Regions from separate parts of the Arachis hypogaea genome. Here region 1 is linked to region 2. The links are chromatin contacts, called in public Hi-C maps. All regions are on one chromosome and are shown on one strand. The core of a region is the stretch at or near the end of the contact, and the rest is flanking DNA. Distances in the headings are between cores, read along the strand shown. Region 1 holds the start of LOC112758777 (pre-mRNA-processing factor 39-1). Region 2 holds the start of LOC112758773 (probable inactive histone-lysine N-methyltransferase SUVR2).

Region 1 (5,237 bases), core at 1,714-4,213, 150 kb before region 2:
ACAGTTCTGGTTAATAGGTGAGTACAAACATCTACTTACTGATGCACATCCATATACGGGAGACAGCAGCACTAGTGTTCAAGGGGACAAACAAATCACTCGTAACATCATATAAGACATCCAAACGCTGCATTTACCTTCCTGCAAAAAATCATACTATGTCCGAGAAATGGAGCAGTCTTAGAGGCCATCTTAGCCATTAACCAGATGAGATCTTCCCAGCAGCAATTTGCAAATTGATCACCTCAGAGTGTCAAAGTTAAAGACAGATACCATTCCAAAAAGGGGGGAGAAAACAAACTACATAACTCTGGACTTCAAAATCAAATGCAAAAGTATATTATGGCCCTAAAAGTTTCAAACAACTCCATATAGTGGATTCAAAACCAAATTTCCACATCAGAAAGGAAAACATTCTGACATGCAATCCTATCAAAGCTTTTCCGCCAGAAAAGGAAGATATCACTGTTGCACCCATTCTGAAATTCGGTTAGAAAGCAGGCGAGAAACACCACAGCCCAGTGAATAAGAAATCTGATGAAAACCTCCCAATGCCAAAAAGGGGAAAAAATAATAAAAAATAAGCAACCATTACCTACGCACAGTGTCTGGATCCCCATACGTGCCTATAGCAAATATGCAATAATGCAACCACATATCCACTGAATAGGTAACACCTTGAACAGCACGTTCATAAACTTCAACAACTTTATCGACAGAGCCAAGCCGTGCCTCATGATCAGCATATTTCTTCCAATAACCATAACATAAGGGAAACTCAGCTAGAAAAGCATCATAAACTCTTCGAATCTTCAGAATGTTATCCTGCAATGATGAATTTATTGAATGGGTTTTGTCATTTGTGAGTACTAGAACTTAGAGCAGAAATAAAAACAATAACAATGTTGCCATCAAAAAAAGATCCAGAGATTAGAAAGACAATAGAAGACAAAAACGAACTTTCATATGGCAGATATATCACAATTTCTAAGAAGCATTCCAATGAGTAACAAAATGCAGAACAGTGCTCACTTCATTCTCCTTTTGGAAAACCAAATCAAATATATTGCCCACAAAAAATCATGTGAAAATTACAACCAGAAAAAGCATTTTTTAGAGACAAAGAATTACAACAAACTATTTTGAATTAAATTTTCTTTAGGGGAAAACACAGATATGTATTTTTAAATTTACAATGTAGATGGTTCAATTCAATGCCTTTGAACACACATACATACAATTGTAATTGCAAGAATATCATGCATTAAAATATCATTTCATTGCCTCATCTTTTTCTCAGGAAGTATTAGAAGTCTAAAAATATCTCAAACTTCTTCAATGCGAAAACACCACATGCAATTGGCTGGAATTGTAAAAATACATTCCCCACAACGAAAAAAGAAAGAAAGAAATGACTGAATAACCAGAGAATAGACACAAACCAGCGACAACATGCATCCATACAACTCTACTCCAATTAAAAAGGGAAAAAAAAGAATCAAAGAGCTCATATATTCTATATGCAAGACATACTCAAACTAGACATTACATTATAAAGCTCGAAGCAGACACTGCCACTGAAAACAGCAGAGCAAAACACTTTCCTCCCAGTCATCGAAATAAAAACGTTAATACTAGAATAATAACACATCCAAGTTCCAACAACTAATTCAAGTCTTATGTATTATGGAAACAAACCTCGGCCACCTTCTCTGTCTCTTCGATCAAGGAAGTCCAAGCCGTAAAATCTGAAGAATTAGCTCTTACAATATTCCACAGTCGATCTTCTTCAGCAGACATGGCAGCTGCAAGCAGCAAAATAAAAGATGATAATAAAACAAATGAATCGGACACAAAAATTGGGTTGCATTGCATATAGGTAACAGAAAATATCATACCATAACCATCCACAAGCTGTTTCTCATCAGCCGATCCATCAGTGTTCCCTAATGCATTCCCATTTTCAAGTCCTGTTGCATTTGCTATTGCACCCACTGGACCACCATTTACTTGACTTGAGCCTGTAGCTGCACTTCCAAGCCCACTTGGAGCTTCAGTACCTTGCTTGGAATCCTCCATTGAATTGGTTTGGGCTTCTGGTTGCATAGCATTAGGATCCCCAGCATAAGCATTCCCGTCGCCAGTATTCGAATAACCTAAGGCATAAGCTGAATTGGCTTGAGTAACAGCCTCTGCAGCAGGCTCAGCAACAGTAGAAGCTGCTTCCTGAGTAGGGTTTGAGGCAGAGTCACCAAACCCAGCAGCAGCATGTGTCTCAGCTGCAGGTGCTTCGGCAACTACTGTTTCACTATCTCCCATAGTTGAATAAGCAAGCCTTCACCTTCAAAAGCTTAATGAATCAAACAAGCAAATAGTAACGCGGTAATAATCCTACAGAAAAAGTTAACTAGCAGGTTAGAAATGGAAGGACAAAACTAAAGAAATTCATTGTTGTTCTCACTATGCAGTGTTGCTCTAAATGCAAACATAGTTTCCCTAAATTATATATACAAGCATACAAACAAAAAGAGATAATTCATCGCATTCTACAAAGGCTTGGAGCTGAATTAAATAGAATTCCTAAAATCTAGGAGTGCAACAAAGAGCGCATCACAAAATCACAGACTCACAGTAACAAGAATTCTAGGTACAGCATTTGGATTCAGAGCAAACATAATCATCAATTAGTACAAAATTTGAATTCTAATAAATAGCTACGACAAAACCTGGCTTAGGTTTTTCAGATTCTAAACCCTAATCGACACTGCAGATAGCACTGCAAGTACCTGAAGAGAGAGAGTGAGTGAGAGAGAGAGAGAGAGTGAGAAATTCGCAGAGAGTAAAGCCTTCTCTTTCTTCTTCAGCAACACAATCTGAAATTGGAAATTTGGAAAATATGAAGTAGGGCAAGGAAAGAGGTAGTGGATTTATATACCGGAGCATTGAGTTGTGGTTGCAGGTCCGTGGCGTTTGATGCACCCTCTGTGTCGTTAACCGTTGGTGTTGGATAATAATGCGATCTGAGCCGTTAGTTTAACCATTTGATTTGTTCTACCGTCTAGATTAAGCAATGGGCTTTTCTGTCTTACTGGCGTCGTGGCTAAAGTGTGAATTGTTTCGTGGCAACGGGGGTAGACAAGTGAGTAAAGTGACCACATCATACGAAACCAAAGACACTGGTTACTATCAAAGAGTTTTTTATTGGGTTAAGACTCATTGACCTTTTTGTCTAAAAGGCTTAAAGGGCTCTTAAGATGTACATTGGGCTCTTCTAGGTTGGTGTTTGTCCGTCCAAGCAAACTTTTGAGGCCCAAGAAGTCAAGAAAATCTACTTCGGTGAAAAAATTATTTATCTAAAAAGGTTTGATCTTCATTTTTCTCTTCGTACACCCCAGTGAACACTGCTGAACCCCACCTCATTAAAGGAGGAAGGACACTCCAAGACACATGAGCCACGACAACCACCAGAGCAGAAGATAGACATAATGGAAAGAAGTGGAACGAAAGTATGCAAGGTGGGGGAAGACCAAACCTTTATAAGAGACACCTCTCTCGTTTCCAAAGAAGAGGATTGGATGTTAGAAGAGAATCAACAACCAAATATAGTGACTATGCACCAGCCGGTAGTGGAGACCCAAAAAACCAAGTCTTTTAGATAGCGTTTGTTTTGAGGTACTAAGACAGAGACTGAGAGACTGTGACTCAATATTATGTTTGTTAGTTCAGAGATTGGTACTAAATTTTCTGTCTCTGTCTTCAAAATTTCAGTATTTCAGTACCTCCAAAAAGTAGGGACATAGGGGACTAAAATTTTTAAAGATGGAGACTGAAACTTTAATAACATTTTATACCTAAAATACCTTTATTTCAATTAATTAATTTCAATTTTATCCTTTGTGCAAATTAAATTAGAGTTTCATTGTTGTTTCAATTTCTGTCTCCCATTTTGTACCAAACAGAATACTGAGATTTATTTCAATCTCCGTCTCTTAGTCTCTGTCTCTCAATCTCAGTCTTTCTGTCTCTGTCTCTCCACCAAACGCTACCTACGTAGCGTTTGTTTTGAGGTACTGAGACAGAGATTGAGAGACTGTGACTCAATATCATGTTTGTTGGTTCAGAGACTGGTACTAAAATTTTTGTCTCTGTCTCCAAAATTTCAGTATTTCAGTACCTCCAAAAAGTAGAGAGACAGGGGACTAAAATTTTTAGAGATGGAGACTGAAACTTTAATAACATTTTATACCTAAAATACCCCCATTTCAATTAATTAATTCTAATTTTATCCTTTGTGCAAATTAAATTAGAGTTTCATTCTTGTTTCAATTTCTGTCTCCCATTTTGCACCAAACAGAATACTGAGATTTATTTCAATATCTGTCTCTTAGTCTCTGTCTCTCAGTCTCAGTCTTTACGTCTCTGTCTCTCCACCAAACGCTACCTAGAGATGCGGTAAGAGGAAGGACAAACCCCATGGACATGGAGGATGACAGCTTCTCATCATCTGAGGGAGAAGAGTCTGAAGAATTTGACACTGATATGGAGATAGGAGACAAGGAGGAAAAAAATAGAGGTACTACCGAGCCAACAAAAATGAGCAGTCAAACCCCAAAAATTAGAGTGGAGAGAATGGATGGGATTTTCAATTTCGTCCTAAACGAGGCAGCTGTGAAGACTCTTAGATACCCCTAGTGGGATACCCTAATAGTGAAACTCCTCGGAAGGAAGATTTTCTGTCCAGCAATCACTAGGAGACTAAAAACTATGTGGGGAAGGAAGAGCATTATTGAAGTGATTGATCTAGGAAGTGATTTCTTTGTAGTAAAATTTTACTCTCAATAATACTTAAATTTCGCCCTCATCGAAGGACCATGGAAGATCCTAGACTATTACCTCACAATTTGACCATGGAATCCGAATTTCAACCCGGAGGAAGCAATTATCAACTCTATTGCGGCATGAGTGAGACTTCCAGGACTAGCAATAGAATACCATGAAGATGAAATGCTGAAGAGGATAGGAAACATTATAGGAAGAACAATCAAGATGGACGCGAATACAGCTAACAAATATCGAGAAAATTTTGCTAGGTTGTAAATTGAAATTGATCTTAATGAGCCTTTGGTCTCATAATACGCCATTAACGGAGTTAAATACCTAGTGGAGTATGAAGGGATTTATAACATTTGTTTCTCTTGTAGTATGGTAGGACATAAGAAAACAAATTGCAACAAAAA
Region 2 (5,061 bases), core at 2,225-4,724:
GATAGGATCGCATTGCCACAAACGACACGCCAATCGAATCCTCGGATCACAAGTTATGATCCAAAATTTATAAGATGTGATTATCTCAGAAAAATATATATGTATAGCCCAAGTGGAAGATTGTAAGAAAATTATTATTTCTTAATATATTTATGGGCAATACATATATTAATATAATCGAAAATTAAGTAATTTCACATTAAATGACTTATATAACGGTGATCTCATTTATTGTCATAAATGTTGAATTAAATAAGTCATTATTACTTTTGATTTGGATAAATGAGATTAAAATCATAGATACTATTTTAGTTGAGTTTTAGGGTTTAATGAGTGTCACACTCAAATATAAATAATGACTTCAGGATTTTGGTCTCCAACACATCAAACTTGTCTTCATAGCTCTTTTCCTACAGTGGAGTTGTAGTTCAGCCCTATCAGGGATACAGAATGTTTTGGTTGACGAAGATTAAAGAACCACAAGAGCCAAGCTTTCTAATCTCAATCATGCTCTCGAATGAAGGGCACTTCTGCATTCTCAGTTATATTTTTTAATGATTTAACATGGATGATCATGAGGTTGAGAAATCCTAAAATTTTTAGATAAAATAAAATTTTTATTTAATCAAATAATGATAAATAATTTTATTGAATTAAATTATATTAATATGATCATTAGATGATAAAAAATGCTACAAAAATAAATAAATAATATTTTAAGAATATAAAAATATTAAATTCTTATTTCAATTTACTTTTTTAATCAACGACAATAAATATCTTGAATTAATTACATTTTTACAAAAAATTATATACCTAAAATTATTTCATTTCTTTAAAAATCTTTTGAACATACAATGGTTCAACGAGAGGTTAACTATTGAGAAATGAATATAATATTTTTAAATTCATATTTTCAATAAAAAGATGTACTTAATTCTATCCATTCTAAATAATTCTACATTCACTATTACTTATCTATCTAAATAATTCTAACATTGATAGAATATTATTTTTAGATGCAAAAAAATTTAAAATATATTTATTCTATTTCAAAAATCAATATTCATATTTAACTTAGGATTTCAGTAAATATGGTAAAAAAATATTATATTTTTTAGTTAAAAAAGTAAAATATTGATAAATATATTTTTGTACTTTAACTTTAGATTTTTCAAAAAAATTTTGCAAGTTAATGGAATCAAATCATATTTCTATAACATACATAAGAATGTATATTACACATAAATAAAAAATGTTAAGTGTACTAACCAATAAAATATTGAAGGAAAGAAATATAAATAGAAGAGAAACAAAATTACTAAACGGAAGAAAAATAATTTAATAAATTTTATGTGTATATAAAAGAGGAATAAAATAAAAATATACGGTACCTTATTTAATTTAGCAAGATTTATGAGAATAAACACAGAATAAAAGAATAAAAATAATAATAAAAAGAAACTAAATATCTGAATTAATATCAAAATAAAAAGTAATAAAATAATGATAATCTATCATAATCTTAATCTTTTAATATGATTAATTAATAACAATATAACTAGTCTACCATAATCTTAATCTAATTTTTTAATATAATTAATTCTAATTAAGTAATCAAATAAATTGAATATAAATATGTCTAACCTAATCGTATAAAGAAACAGTAGATTTTCTACAAATTAAACATTTTATATATATATAAACATCACTTTAAAATGAGATTATTATTAATGACATATAAATTTTAAAATTGTATTAATGGATTAATTGAAATACATTATTAGAATAAAAAGTTATAAGAATTAAAATAACTGAAATTTATTAATTTTAATTAGTTAAATTAGCATAAAATAAAAAAGAGATGATTAATTAGATTAAATAAATTAAAAAATATTATTGAGCAAAACAAATGTCACAATAATTATATTATTAATTTGAAAAAAATCAATTCAATCCATTCAAATTTTTATTTAAAATAGACAATTAAAAATCACTAATGAATAAAAGTGAATGGAATATAATAAAGAATAATTTTGATAGTATAAATAATTAAATTAAATTATTATATACAATTTTCACTTTTTACCTTATTATAATTTAAGTTAACATTAATGATAAAAAACTAATGAATAAATTACTATTTGTACCCATAAAAAATAAAGACGCTGACAAATAATGTACCATATAAGAATAAAACGACAATTATAACTACGGAAGATAGTCTCCGTGTGCCAAGAGTACCAAGACGTTGGTTACATAATTAGTCCGTTATGGTACTTTTGGCACACGAAAGCCATCTTCCGTGGTTACAATTGTCGTTTTATTCTTATATAAATACATTTGTCAGCGTCTGTATTTTTCATGGGTACAAATGGTAATTTATTCAAAACTAATTTTAAATAGCCCCAATTTGTATTTTACAACATAATTAAAGCACAATTTATACTTTTTTATTTTGTGATTAATCAATATTTTTTAAATTTTTTGGTTAAGTCTTCTGTATTTTATGATTGATAATTTCTTTCTACAAAATACCAATTTGTGATGAATTGTTACAATCATAATTAATTAAAAAAATAAAAAAATTATTAAAAAAATCAAATAAAAGATAAAAAATAGAGTAAAAATTTATTTTGAATAAAAAATTTTGTCAATTGTGCTAAAAAATCTAAAAATTTGTATCTTATTATATAATTAATTTTGTTACTCACTTCAACTTTATTATCCCTTTGTATCCAAAAAAGTATATAATGTTACGCTTATTTCAAAAAGGATAAAACTCTTCAAATACACAGTATAATATATAATTTAAGATTAATAAGATAAAAAATATCTAGAATTTTATAATTGTATTTGAAATTTCCAATGACGATAATACAAAGAGTTTAAATCTACCAAATAAATTCAATAGTTGCCCTTTGCACATCTTATTTAAATTTTAATTTTAAAATTTAATTTGTATCTTTTTTTTCTAATGTAAATTATTTTTGACAAAAAAATAGTAAAAAAATCTATTAGACCAAAAAAATATTCTATCGAAGAATTATTATAAGGAGATTTATAATTAAATAAGAAAATAATAAAAGCATTAATAATAATGAAGAAAAAAATTGAAGTTCATATTAAAGAATGTTAGAAAAAAAAATAATAAAGTTCGTATTGATAATAATAATACTGAGAAATGATATTATTGCTTTAGACTTTTAGCCTTCATTTTTGGCCATCATTTTTTTTTAATTATTTTTATTTAAATTATTAAGTCATAAAAAAATAAAAAACAATTCAAGAAAACGAAAATAATAAGATCAATAATAATTATATAAATCAAAATACATAAAAAAAAAGCTATTTATATAATAAAATTAACATGAGTATATTTAAACAGGATTTTCCTTTTCACTTATTTTTAGTCTCATTAGATGAGGAGAACAAATGCCATATAAGCTGCTCACACACCCACTCACCCACACTTTGAGGTTTTCTTGAACCTCATCCCAGTCTCAGCTGGAGTTTGAACTTAGTGCAGCTTGATTAAGAGAGGCAATTTGATTGCCACGTGATCTAAGCCTCCGCTGCAGCCCTTTCACTTTAACTTCACCTCTTTTTGTTTTGAATTTCTTCTCACTCTAAATTTCCAAACAAAATGCTCTCCTATTTGGGTCTTTTAAGTTTTAATAGCTCATCAAAACTGAGGCCCTTTGGGCTTGAAAAAAAAACGGAAAAATCACAAAATAATATATCTTCGAAAATGGGGACCGGCGAGTATGGTGGACGCGCTTCCATGGTAGCTTAGAAGAGAGTCAGAAACTACTTCCCCTTAGTCTACAGCTGAGTCCACACTCCACAGTCTCGACCCTCGAGCGAACGAGTGCGTGCGTCACGGCCTTGTTTCACTCGGTGAAAAACCTAACTCCCCAAAACACATCGGAAACAATCTCATGCAATCAATGTGACTCAATTACTGACACAGTTAGGCCCAGGTAAAATCATGCATCATCTTACTATCGTCGTCATCATCATAAAAAAATTACGATAATAAAATGGTTATCATATTGTAATTATAATAATAATTTCGCCCTACATTCCTCTAATTAAATTTTCCTCTCCCTCCTTCAACCATACTCAAAAATATCCCTTCTCTCTGCTCCTGTCAGGTTTCGACGCTTTCATTTTCCCTCCTTTTACTACTAAATCAAATGCGTCAGCCTTTTACATTTCGTTTCTTAATCTCCATTGCGGAAGCTTTGACTTTCACGTTTCTCATTTTTTTCCTCTTTCGTTGATTTTTTTTGCAGGTTTTCGGTCGCTTTTAGGTTTTGATTTTTGGACTCTGTATTCGATCAGCACTCTCCAGGTAAGATATTAGTGCTGAAGATTTGTGCAAATTTACCGTTGCATGTTCTTGTCACTGTGATTTGTTTTGCATCTTGTTGATTGGGTTAGGCTGTGAGCTTGTTCTCTGTTTCTATATGTGTGCTTTTTTTGTTTGTTCGTTTCAGCTGTTAATTTTTACTTAGTGCATTCTTTCATTCAATTCGATAGCTGAAACAAAAAATTTTCATGTTTTTCTGCCATTATTGATATGTGGCACCAGCTTGTTGTGCTTGATAGCAGCACAAGCCAATTACTTGATAAGCTGATCAAGGCTTTTTGTTCAACAATCAGCATTTTTTAGTTATGTTGACCTAACACCCCCATCGCCCGCCCGCCCGCCCGCTGCCGCCACCAAATGCAAAGCAGTATTGTATCGGTAAAATAACACAGTACAATGTTTTTCTTTTAAATGGATTTATTTCTTGATTGTTATATGGAAATGAACTAACATTTTGGAGTTAAGTTAGGTTCTCAATCTTAAAACAAGGCAGTGTTTGGTCTGTTTTCTGCTTGGATTTCATGTTGAGCTTGATACGTTTTCATTGATATTATATTATTGTTATTATATTTATTTGTGTCTGATTTTTCATTTTCTTTTCTTAAGTTATGCTAAAATTTTTTGAAAAAGGGAACTGAATTTAATTATATCTAGTTTTTTAAATTAGTGGTGACAACATATAAACT

The links. Hi-C and Micro-C count contacts between places; a contact is called where the count stands out from the background.
Region 1: a Hi-C map of an unstated tissue shows a contact between it and region 2, with 4 times the contacts expected there. The contact joins the promoter of LOC112758777 here to the promoter of LOC112758773 in region 2. A contact is called at or near these places in 3 of 8 Hi-C or Micro-C datasets (leaf and an unstated tissue).

The regions. Positions count from the first base shown.
Region 1 is chr16:28,481,684-28,486,920 of arahy.Tifrunner.gnm2.J5K5, reverse strand. LOC112758777 (pre-mRNA-processing factor 39-1) reads right to left here and starts at 2,963. Exons shown (of 14, transcript XM_025807525.3): 1 at 2,787-2,963; 2 at 1,899-2,391; 3 at 1,699-1,805; 4 at 596-825. The coding sequence starts at 2,319.
Region 2 is chr16:28,334,028-28,339,088 of arahy.Tifrunner.gnm2.J5K5, reverse strand. It overlaps LOC112758773 (probable inactive histone-lysine N-methyltransferase SUVR2), which reads left to right and starts at 3,474. Exons shown (of 12, transcript XM_025807517.3): 1 at 3,474-3,983; 2 at 4,299-4,357.